Regions from separate parts of the Acanthopagrus latus genome. Here region 1 is linked to region 2. The links are chromatin contacts, called in public Hi-C maps. All regions are on one chromosome and are shown on one strand. Each heading gives the region's core, a stretch centred on a gene start, on an enhancer-like site or on the middle of the called end of the contact. The rest is flanking DNA. Distances are from core to core; before and after follow the strand shown. Region 1 holds the start of fscn2a (fascin-2a). Region 2 holds the start of otop2 (proton channel OTOP2).

The links. A called contact is a pair of places that touch in the nucleus more often than the background predicts.
Region 1: a contact with region 2 is called in a Hi-C map of muscle, with 3 times the contacts expected there. The contact joins the promoter of fscn2a here to the promoter of otop2 in region 2. A contact is called at or near these places in 2 of 4 Hi-C or Micro-C datasets (both in muscle).

Annotation. Positions count from the first base shown.
Region 1 is chr23:13,999,380-14,004,704 of fAcaLat1.1, reverse strand. fscn2a (fascin-2a) reads right to left here and starts at 3,865. Exons shown (of 5, transcript XM_037088813.1): 1 at 2,810-3,865. The coding sequence starts at 3,632. LOC119013907 (a long non-coding RNA gene) reads left to right here. Exons shown (of 2, transcript XR_005072853.1): 2 at 1-331.
Region 2 is chr23:13,859,296-13,864,552 of fAcaLat1.1, reverse strand. It overlaps otop2 (proton channel OTOP2), which reads right to left and starts at 2,515. Exons shown (of 7, transcript XM_037089252.1): 1 at 2,277-2,515; 2 at 1,462-1,847; 3 at 1,253-1,389; 4 at 1,090-1,148; 5 at 895-1,019; 6 at 1-802. The coding sequence starts at 2,329. amn (protein amnionless) reads left to right here and starts at 3,051. Exons shown (of 1, transcript XM_037089255.1): 1 at 3,051-5,257. The coding sequence starts at 4,242.

The DNA of each region.
Region 1 (5,325 bases), core at 2,616-5,115, 140 kb before region 2:
ATTACATCCATGCCTTGTGTTTACATCACATAATACATTGTGCTGCCTACAATGACTCAACCAAGGCGCCAAAGAGAGACAAGAATAGAAGTATGCGTTGGTTTTTTTTTTCACAGATTGTGTCACACTGACGAGTTCTTTGACACACCAGAACAGCTGTCACGAAGCACAGACTGTTCGTTTTTAGAGCCCTTGCCACAAGTTGAATGATCAGTGATTAAATTGAAGCTCTTGTGTTGAAACAGACATTAAAAAGTACTTCACAAGTCGGGACAAGATTTAAAAAATATTAACGCTGTAAAATCATCACTAATAAATTATTTTAATTGACCTTTGAACTCTTTGATTAAGTTTATAAATGCAACTTTCCGTTGACATGTTAAAGAAAGCTGAGTAGGAAAAATAAAAAACACCGCAATCCAAAAAAAACTATTTTTATGCCTGATCTTTAGTATGTGTGAGGTGCACGAGAGCAAGGATACCAGACCTGAACCCGTCAAGACCCACTGGGACCAGATGGGCCAGACAAGGTTCAGACATAAATTTAGAAATGACGTTAGGTTTAGTCCAGACACGAGTCGTTACTGCCGAGATGTAACTCCAGTTCTGTATGTGTACATGCATTACTATAGACATAAAATAGCCTCCTGTTTATTAGTATAGTATGTACACCTTTTAATCTGTGTGCAGAGCAATGCCTTGTATTTAACCGTGGTAACATCTGCATGACAGGGTACTGTGAAACTTATACTCAGTCTCAGGATGTAAAAAACAGGGGACCCCCACACCCTACATAATTTAGATGTTTCCCTGCTTCAGCACTCCTGATTGATTTGTTACCAGGCTTCAGCAGAGCTCGATGGACGAGCGGATCATTTGAATCAGATTTGTTGAAGCAAGGGAAACATCCAAAACAGGCCAAAAGGTAGGATCTAGCAAGTGTTTCATACACAGGAAATAGATTTTTAGGATCACTTTAAACAAATAACTAGCCTCAAAGCTGTCTGCGTGCTGTGAATGTTTACATGCCTTGTTGTGAGCCTATGCTTTCCAGAAGACTTTATGTAATCAGCTAGTGTGATCTGTTTTGCGTTTCAAAAGCAATTGTGTAAATTAAGCTAAACCAACTTGAATAACATCCAAAATTGGCTTAGAGTTATGCCAATCTCTCCAGTTGTTTAGTTACCGTTCTCTAAAACCCGCTGCTTCACTTTCAGCCCATCTAGTATTGTATACTTAATCCACATGTATTAACGCTGTCTTGTGGGGTGTGTCAGGTGGTGGAGAACACACAGACAGTATAACTTCACTGTGTCTGCTGTAGTTCAAATTAGATGCCACAGAAATATCCTTCAACCTTTCTCTTAAGCCTGTTACAACCCTAATCCCCCGAAGTCACCCCTCCACCCTTCTCGTTCATTCGCTTGCTGTAATTCCCTGAGTGGTGAAATGCAAATCTGCACTGCAGGGCCCACTAAGCAGCTTTCAGTGCCTTGTTCCTAAAAAAACGTGGAACTGCCACAAGGCCAACACTACAGTTAAAAATGTAATTCTTTGCCCTTTATTCTGAGGATGGAGGTATTTCCTTGACTTTTATTTATTCGTATACGTAATGATGACTGTAGTCTCAAGTACGTTTGAGGACGTCATTTGTCAGCTCTAGTACTGCATGTGCATTGTTCTACTAGTTTATATGTACGTCAGTAGAGCCTTGGTTTGTGACATCTGTTTTTTTTTTTTTATTTCTAATTTAATTTCAATGCTTTAAAAAGCCACAACAGAATTAGCTCTCGTCCTCCAACATTGTTTTCTAAAATAATTATACCAGGCAAAGCAGACGCAGCATCACGCAGGCTGACAATAGACCGTGTAACCGATCCGTCTGATAAGGCCTGGCTGCTACTCATTGCCATCGTGGACAATGGCACACAATTTGGAAACCGTGAGTCAATGGCTGACGGTAAAGAACGAGTAGCCGCAAGGCTTAAAGACCAATGATGGTGATCAACACCCTTGGGGCACAGACCTGCCCTACAGTTATTTGCACGCTACTTAATCTTCAAGGGACACACAGTGGAAATGACAAAGCCCATTACCACAATTACCTCTACAGTTTGACTGTCAGCCAGTCTGGAGCCACCGTGTAGACAGGAAAGGCCATGCTTTCTCATATGAGCTGATGAATGTTACAGATAAGCTTTTTTGCCTGGTTCATAATCATAAAATATTCACTTTTGTTCACAAAATTCTGAACTGCTTGATTCAGGAAAAAGGTGTATGAAGTTGTCCAATGGCAGTCTGTGAACTCTACTGTACAGGCTAAGGCTAAACTCTTAGCTAACCACAATACCTAAAGCTAGCATCATAGAAAAAAATGTTATCTTGGTCTACCATGTTAACATTGTGGTAAAGTGCACAGAGAGCATACTAATGCAAAATCATAGTGGAGGACAATACTATATTTTGATAAGTGTGAGCATAGCATGGAGTCTCTGCAAGGAGTTCTAGCCATGTTTAGCTCACAAGTTAGCCCTATTTTACTATCGTTACCATGATGGCATGTTTACCATACCTGATTTTGAATAGTTTATTTCAAATGTACTGACAAACTATCAAATCCCATTCTTTTACCACTATTACATTCATCAATTAAATTTGTTTCAGTGTTACATTTCCTCCTTGGACTATAAGTGCTGCATTCAAACTCATTTCCCTGTATACAACTTTGTAAATATCAAACTCTTGCCTACATAAAGAGGTGTATTTATAAGAAAATAAGCTCTTTTTTTCAAGACTGGATGCTGATTACCTTGCTTGACTGAGACAAATCTTTTATTGGCGGCTTGAAAGACTACTTGTGGATGACTCTCCTCTAGATCGAACAGCTCATCTTTTCCGGGCTTGGAGCATCTGCCAGATCGCAGCGTTCCTGTGGGACCCACCGGTGTCAGGTATTTCCCATCACAGTCCTTAAAGGCCAGCTTGCCAGACTTCAGCTCCAATGTGAAGCTGGTTGCGTTGGTGTTCTCCTTGACCAGTTTGCCATCATTGCTGAGGAAACGGCTGTCGCAGGTCTTCAGGCTGTACTTGCCGTCCAGGTATACCAAGGTGACGAGGGAGTCCACCCCCCAGGGAATGTTGCTGTCCACTGAGATCTCTCCATCTGAGGCAGACAGATGGGCATAGCGCTTACGAGCCACGCTCAGCAGGCTAGCCTGTGGGTGTAGAGCCAAGTGGACAGCCCACAGCTCTTGCTCCCCGATGGCTTGAGCAAAGCAGGAGAGGTAGTCGGCCGAGCCTCCAAAGTAACGCAGGAAAGGCTCCGATTGAAGCGCCCAGCGACCATCAGACTGGGGCACGATAAGGAAACGGCATTCGGGGTCAGGCTTCTCTGCCCCACATGTGATCTTCCCATCTTTGTCAGAGGCCAGATAGCGTCCTAGGTGGCTTCGGAGGAACACTACCTGGCCATCCTGCTCGTCCTGCTCCAAGGTCCAGATCTGTTTCTTCTTCATGCTGATGGCCGAGGCGTTCACCTTGAAGCCGAACGCCTCAGCCGTCAGGTAGCGGTTCTCATAGTTGATGAGGCCAAACTGCAGCTTCAGGGCCCTGTTAATTCCGTTTGGGGGCATGCCTGAACAGGCCACACGCAAAGGTTGCACGCGAAGAGGTTTAGGACTGACAAGGGAAAGGGTAATGAGGGATAGCAGGCATGTGACTGAAAAGCAAAAATAAAAATGCTTGAATTCTCCCCCCTTTTTGTCGCTCAAGCTGTAAATTAGCTCCACTGATCTTCCTTGATGAAATGTGTAGCAGTCCTTCCTTCTCCTGTCACTTTCTCTGTTCCCCCAGAGAGTTTCCACAGGCACTTGCTCTCTGTTCCTTAATGAGTTAGGATTAAAATCAGCAGGACACAGCACCTCAATCCAACAAGCCGCTGACGTCACACACCCGTGCACCAACCGCAAACTTCCCCTCCTCCCTCTCCTTCTCCGGCACACACTCGGTCCAATTCATTCTCTTGCTCCTCCGTATCTTTCCCTTTCTCTCACCTCTTCCTTCTCTCCTTAACCCTTTGCATCTCACAGTGGCACACTAACTTGTCAGCCTGACTACCCATTGGTTGTTACCCTCATATTTAGGTCCATATACTAGTGGCCATGCCATCCAGGCCCTGGGATTATCCTAGCTTTGATCTGCTGGCGAGCCACAGCCTAATTGGAAAATGTCCAGAGAGGAAAGGTGCTTTTGGTTGCTCCCCACTGCTTCTCCTTCTCTTTTGAGCTTCCCTTTTCAGAACAGATTTTTATCATGAGACTAACTGAGTTTATCATCATTCAGTTTGTGTAAACACATAAACACCCTCTGAATAACATTTCCTATCCACGAGGAAGCTTTGTGCTTGTTAAAGGCTTGGTGTTAAGATTAGAACTGTATTCACAAAAAGCTTCTTTCACACTGCCCTGGACCAGGGGTAATGTGCATGGTTGGCTGATTTAGAAGCATAGTCTTAATTCTCAAAGTAGTACAAAGGTTCCTTTATGAAGGTTATTATCCCAGTTTGCCACATGCAGGTCCAGAAGAAGCTACATAGCAACGTTCTGTTTGCTGCAAGTCTTCAGAGATATTGTTATTTGTGAAGTCTGTGAGCTAAGCAAAGAGGAATTTGAATGACACACATTTGAATGTGCTGCCCATTTGCCTTTTCTCCACTTTCACCTTTGTTTATTCTTAACCCTCTTCTTTCTAATCCTTTTAGGCCCATCTTTGTTATTCTGTCAGGCAATTGATAATGGAGGACAAACTCAATGCCACATGACCTTTGTCACAGTGTGCTAAGGTGAACCTTTGTAAGAGCATTACCACTCCCTTGACTGGGGATGTTGAGGGTAATGCCAAGAAGAACATACTGTAACTACCAAAACCACACAACTGTGTGATTTAACTATAGCACGAAGCAAAAATCCTTAGGGTTTTATTTCTACTCGGTAATCTTTAAAGGCAAGAGCTCTCATCTATTAGCCTTGACAGTTAAGAGTGATTAGCATAGTGATCCCAGACCACTAAAGGGGGTTAACGCTCTAACGGTAATAAGGACAAAGGTTGGTAATATCCCAAAGCCAAAAAGAAGCTGTGTGCGAGGCAGAAACATGTGTGATGTTGATGTGTGTTAAGTTGCTATGGCACGTTGTCTCTTCTGCTGGAATTAAATTCTCAGTGTTTAAATCACTGTCACACAGGGTGTGGAGCTCTGACATTTGAATAGAGCCTTCGCTCCTATGTGTTGAAAGCCACATGCTGAAACTGTGCCAACCACACCTTTCC
Region 2 (5,257 bases), core at 1,266-3,765:
TTAGCAAGCAGCAGAAAGGCACAGACTTCCTTCAGCACTCTTCTCTTCCAACTCAGCTTGTCATCGAGACTTGGAGTCAGGAAGTAGGTGGACTTATTGCTGTCCATAACAACGCTCATCTCAGTGTGCTCTGGCAAAACATGGGCGTTACTGTGCAGAGCTGCCTCCCGCATCACGTGGTAGGGCTCCCGGTGGAGGCCCTCGATGATGAAGTAGTTCTGCAGGCCGAGCTGGAGCACCGTCAACACGGCCCAGGACAGGTTGAGGGCGTTCAGGTGCCCTCTGGCTCCCGTTGCCACCACGGCCACAATGGTGAAGTAGCTGATGATGAACTGTCCCATGGAGGCGCCGACCAGCAGCCCCACGTCCAGGCTGCGGGTGGGGTTCTTCTCCGACACGTGCTCCCTGTGGTCCAGCCTGTAGACGATGCAGCCGATCACAGTGGAGAGGGACATCATGCTCACTATCACTATGTTCATGATGAAATGAATCAGCAGGCCGTCGTTTCTGTACCCCTCGTCCTCTTTAAGAATGTACACCTCGTACAGTATGAAGGTGACGAGTCCCGCCACCACCAGGAGGATTCCCGTTAGAGGCCCCAAACACACGTCCTTTGGCCGGAACTTCACGCTGTGGTGGCTGTGATCCTCCACGAGACGACCGACGTTTTTCCACATGACGTAGGCCATGGCCGAGGCAAAGAGGCTGTATTCGATGTTGAAGGGGTACAGGTAGTAGAAGGCCTCCTTGAAGGTGTCACATGCCGAGTGGCTGCATTTGCACTTCTTATTGCCAAACTGGGCTGAAATGGAGAGGGCAAATTTGACAAGAAAAAAAAAAAAAGTACAAATACGTGAATTGATCTGATCAGAAGTGCAAACTTTGCCATGTTACCTCTGTACATCTTGTGTGAGATATTGAGGTTCAGCTCAGGAATCTCCGTTTGATGAATGGATTCCTCGGTCACAGCTGCCATCCACACCACCAGGTTGGTTGACAGCATCAGAGTGAGCCCACACCTGGAGGAGTGAAAACATGAGTGTCCTGCAAGATTCAAGATGCATCTTCTGAGTGAAGAGAACATTTTACCTTGTAAAATTTGTTTGTAGCTGCACACAGTCCTTCGCATGAATCCACAGGAAGTACGTCTAAAAACAGGAAAGGTTTGGTTACATTTTCCAAACTCTTATATAGAGTGCAGATAAGACTGCATCATGCAGGACAAAAAAATGTGATGGGCTTATAATGTGACCTGGACGAGCAAAAATACAGCCTGCACGACAGGGAAGGCGACTTTAACAGCAGAGTCACAGTGGAGGTAGCCCACGTAGGTGGCAATCTTGAAGATGTCCATGATGAGACTGAGAATCCCGAACAGCAGAAGTCCAGCTGAAATATAAACACGAGGTGATTAAACCTCAAAAGTGACTCATCCAGAACCCAGAAAGTCAAGGTTCTCACCTCGGAGCCACACGGGCCCTGCGTGGCTATCTTTGAACAAGATCGCCTGATCCTTTCGAGCGGTGACGGCTGAGTAAAACAGCATCCACGTCATCGTGAGGAGGAGGAGGATGATGAGGAAGATCTGCCTGTGCACAGCAGTGATGGCCACGCTGTTGAAGGCGCTGCCACTGACCAGGGCGCAGCCCAGGATCAGGATGTTGATGCAGATGATGCCAGACAGCAGCCATCCTCCCCCGTGGTGGGCCCGCTCCATGACTGCCTCCAAATGGTGAGAGCTGTCTCTGGCCACACAGGGAGGAGTGGGCAGGTGTTGGATGTTGTCCATCTGTGCTGCTGTCTCAATGTTGGATGGATGAGCCTCCATGGCATCATTTGGTGTTTTCCTATTTAAAAAAAAAAAAGGACCGTGCTTGTCTCACATGTATCTCAGATGTAACATTTTATTTTTGTCTTAAATTAGCCTGCTGCTAAATGTAATTAATACAAATAATTGAATATAAACCTCTGACTGCTTCAAGAAAAACTTTGAATCAAGGCATAGGCTTAAGAGTATGTGTTTAAATAGTCAAGAACTTTTTTCTGACAGTTAACTGTAAGTGACCTTTAAGGGATAAATGACTCACGTAGAGGTCAGTGTTACTGCAATATTTATCAATCCAACTGCGCCCCCTGACTAAGATTTCAGGACAAACCCCAGATCTCCACTGATCTTAGAACCGCTCCTGCATAGTCTTCATTAATATAGCTGCACAGATGGCTTAAAAAGTGACTCTCAAATTCTCACCAGAGAAAGTGCATCAACACAGTCTTACCTGGACAAACGTTTGTTGCGGGGCCAAAATATCTTTTGCGCCACAGTTTTCATGATGTCTCCACCGAGCAGAAGGAGACAGAACGACGGGAAAATGGCCCCTGACACACCTGGGTCTATCTAAATCATGATAAAGATGAAATTCTATAAACAAAAGAGGGTTTTTGTTTTTTAAAAAATCAGAGAACAGAGCAGCTCTTCTCCTCTGTGCGGGTCAGACTGAAGGGAAAGCTGGCTCCCTGCACAAGGTGAAGTAATTAAAGACAAACGGGTGTTAATTAGTTTCAGCTGATCACTTGCGTACCTCCAACATGTCAGGGACGGCTCCACGTCAGTTCCCATGTGACCATGCGTTTTATTGTTGTTCTGTGTAAACATCATACTGAGGCCTTTCTCCACCAGCATGTGGCGAGGAGACCATGGATCAGGTTCAATGAGGGCATGCGTGTGTATGTGTGTGTATCATGTGTGTTATGTGTTATGGATATATACATATATATACTTAAAGCCATCTGCCAGTTCACTGAATAAGGACTGCTGCTTTTATTTGGAGAGCCTTTGCTGAGTCAAACGTTGCTCCATGATGACTTGACACAATCATAAAATCCAATAGGCTAACTGATCTACACATGCAGACAAGCAGTTTTCCCGCTAATTCACGAGAGACTGAGATAAATAAAATAAATAATAATAATATTAATATTAATATATTTAATAATAAAACAATAAAAAGCAAACAATTTAAAAAGTATATTCCAGCTACATTTTTCTCTGATCCTAATAGACATTTTAGAGCTGTAAAATTTCATGTTTAATTCAGTTTTATATCTGTAACTGGATTTCATGATGATGTTAATAAGTAATGGGTGGAGTTATTATATTTTCTTTCTTCGCTCAAGTCAGTGGAGCAGCTGCCCGGAGCATCTGAGAGGAGCTGGAAATATTGATACTTTTATATGCAAATAAAAAATTATGTTCAGTCTGATGTTCATGTAGTGTCTTATAATTTTATGATTTTAATGTTCACACTTGTTCTGATTTATTTTGCCGTATCATAGCCCTTTATTATCATAATCTTTAAACCAATGATTTCATTACCATTGGTGTGCATTAGCCTTTAAACCCCCTTTTTGTTTTCTTGTCCTTTTAAATATCTTGTAAAGTTCTCTGAATTGCATTTTGATTTGTTTGAAAGGTGTGATATAAGAAATGCTTGGTTTATTGATTTACAGACATCTGTATGTCAGAGTATGCCATTTAAACAATAGTTTGAATTAGTTTAATGCGCCGCCTGCACTGGAGCTTCAGACCAGGACGAGCAAGGGCTAGCTGGTTAGCATGCTAACTTCAGTAGCTATCTATGCAATATAGAACACTAACATTGTGAGGTCAGAACTGATGCTTTTTCACAAAAGTTTTGACAATTTTGACAAAAAATCCTACATACTGCCCCTTTAAAAACATAATCTATGCATTGTTAAACAGTATTTCACAGTTCCTAGTTAAAGCCTCTGCAAAGTTTCCTCAGAGATTGTCCTTTCTGAAAAGCAAACTGTGTCCCTGCCCACATCTGCCAGCCACAGAACTTTAAAGAATAAGTTAAAAACTTGAAAATTCAGTCATTTTCTTGCTGGTGGAAAGTCAGGGGAAATTTTGTACTCCACGAAACATTCATGGAGCTCAGAACAATGCTGCAAAGCTGTTTTGTTGCAAAGCTCCGTAAAAGTGTTGACTCTCCATCAAGAATGGGGGTGAGTAAATAATGTTTGTTCATGAGCTTTACTCCCGTGGGTAAGGGGGGAGAAAAAAGCGAAATGACAGAACTTGTCAATCTTTTACAGGTCAGCTGCTTGAGCCGACTGAAATGGTTCATAGCTCATCAGTTTTAGTGAGCGCACCTGATTAGTCACAAGGTTGAAAAGCAAAGTTCACCAAATGTTCGCTCAGTGTGCTAAACATACTCAAGATGCTGAGAACACTGGACGTGCTTCTTCTCGTCTCTCTTGTCGGGGCGGCGAACGCCTTGTACAAGCAGTGGATTCCTGACACCAACTATGAAAATCAGACCAACTGGGACCACGGGGCTGTTCCTTGTGGCAACGACATAGTGAAGTTCCCAGCGCTGAGAAAAGTGTCCGTGTTTGTGGAGACCACGCATGCTGTGCAGGAGATGATCCTGCCAGTGGACGGAGAGTTCATCCTGAATTCAGGAGCCGGTTTTTATGTCGTGAGTGGACGGGATCCGGACTGCGGTGCAGGTGTCACGGCCCAGTTCAAAGATTCAGAGTCTGTCGGATGGTTTAATCCGGCTCTGTGGCAGGCGGCTGCGAATCTGGATGACCTGCAGCGTGGAAACGTCCTGTTCTCGGTCCACGAGGAGAGCGTCCCTTGCGGGTATGATGACGTGGTGTTCAAAGCCCGCTCCTCTTTCAGGGTGGACACCAGCTCGAGTGAGTCGAGCATTCCTGTGAAATCTGTGTCGGTGCTGGGGAAGAAGTTTGAGAGCAGCTCTGAGTTCTCTGAGTATCTCGGCTCGCGCTCAGGCCGACTGCAGTTTCACGGATCGTCTGCTGTGACAGTCGGACACCCCGGCTGTGAGGATCCTTCTGGCTGTGACTGTGGGAACTCTGTGAACCATCAGCGGATCTGTGGCTCTGTAACATGTGCCTCCCCCAACTGTCGGAAGCCTCTCCTCCCTGAAGGACACTGCTGCGATGTGTGTGGAGCCATCGTCACCATCCACACCGCCGCCACCTTCAACCTGCAGTCTTACAGGCAACGAATCCATCACCTGTTCCTCATCCAGCCGCAGTACAAATCCATTCAGCTGGGCATGTCTAAAGTCTTCAAGCCACAGCGGTTGATGGGGATTATCCCCTTTGGTAGCTCGGCTGTGATCCAGGTGGTTATCCTGGACGGAGAGGAAGGAAAACAGGCGGAGAGGCTGGCAAGGGACATCTGTAAGGACGCCCGCAAGCATGG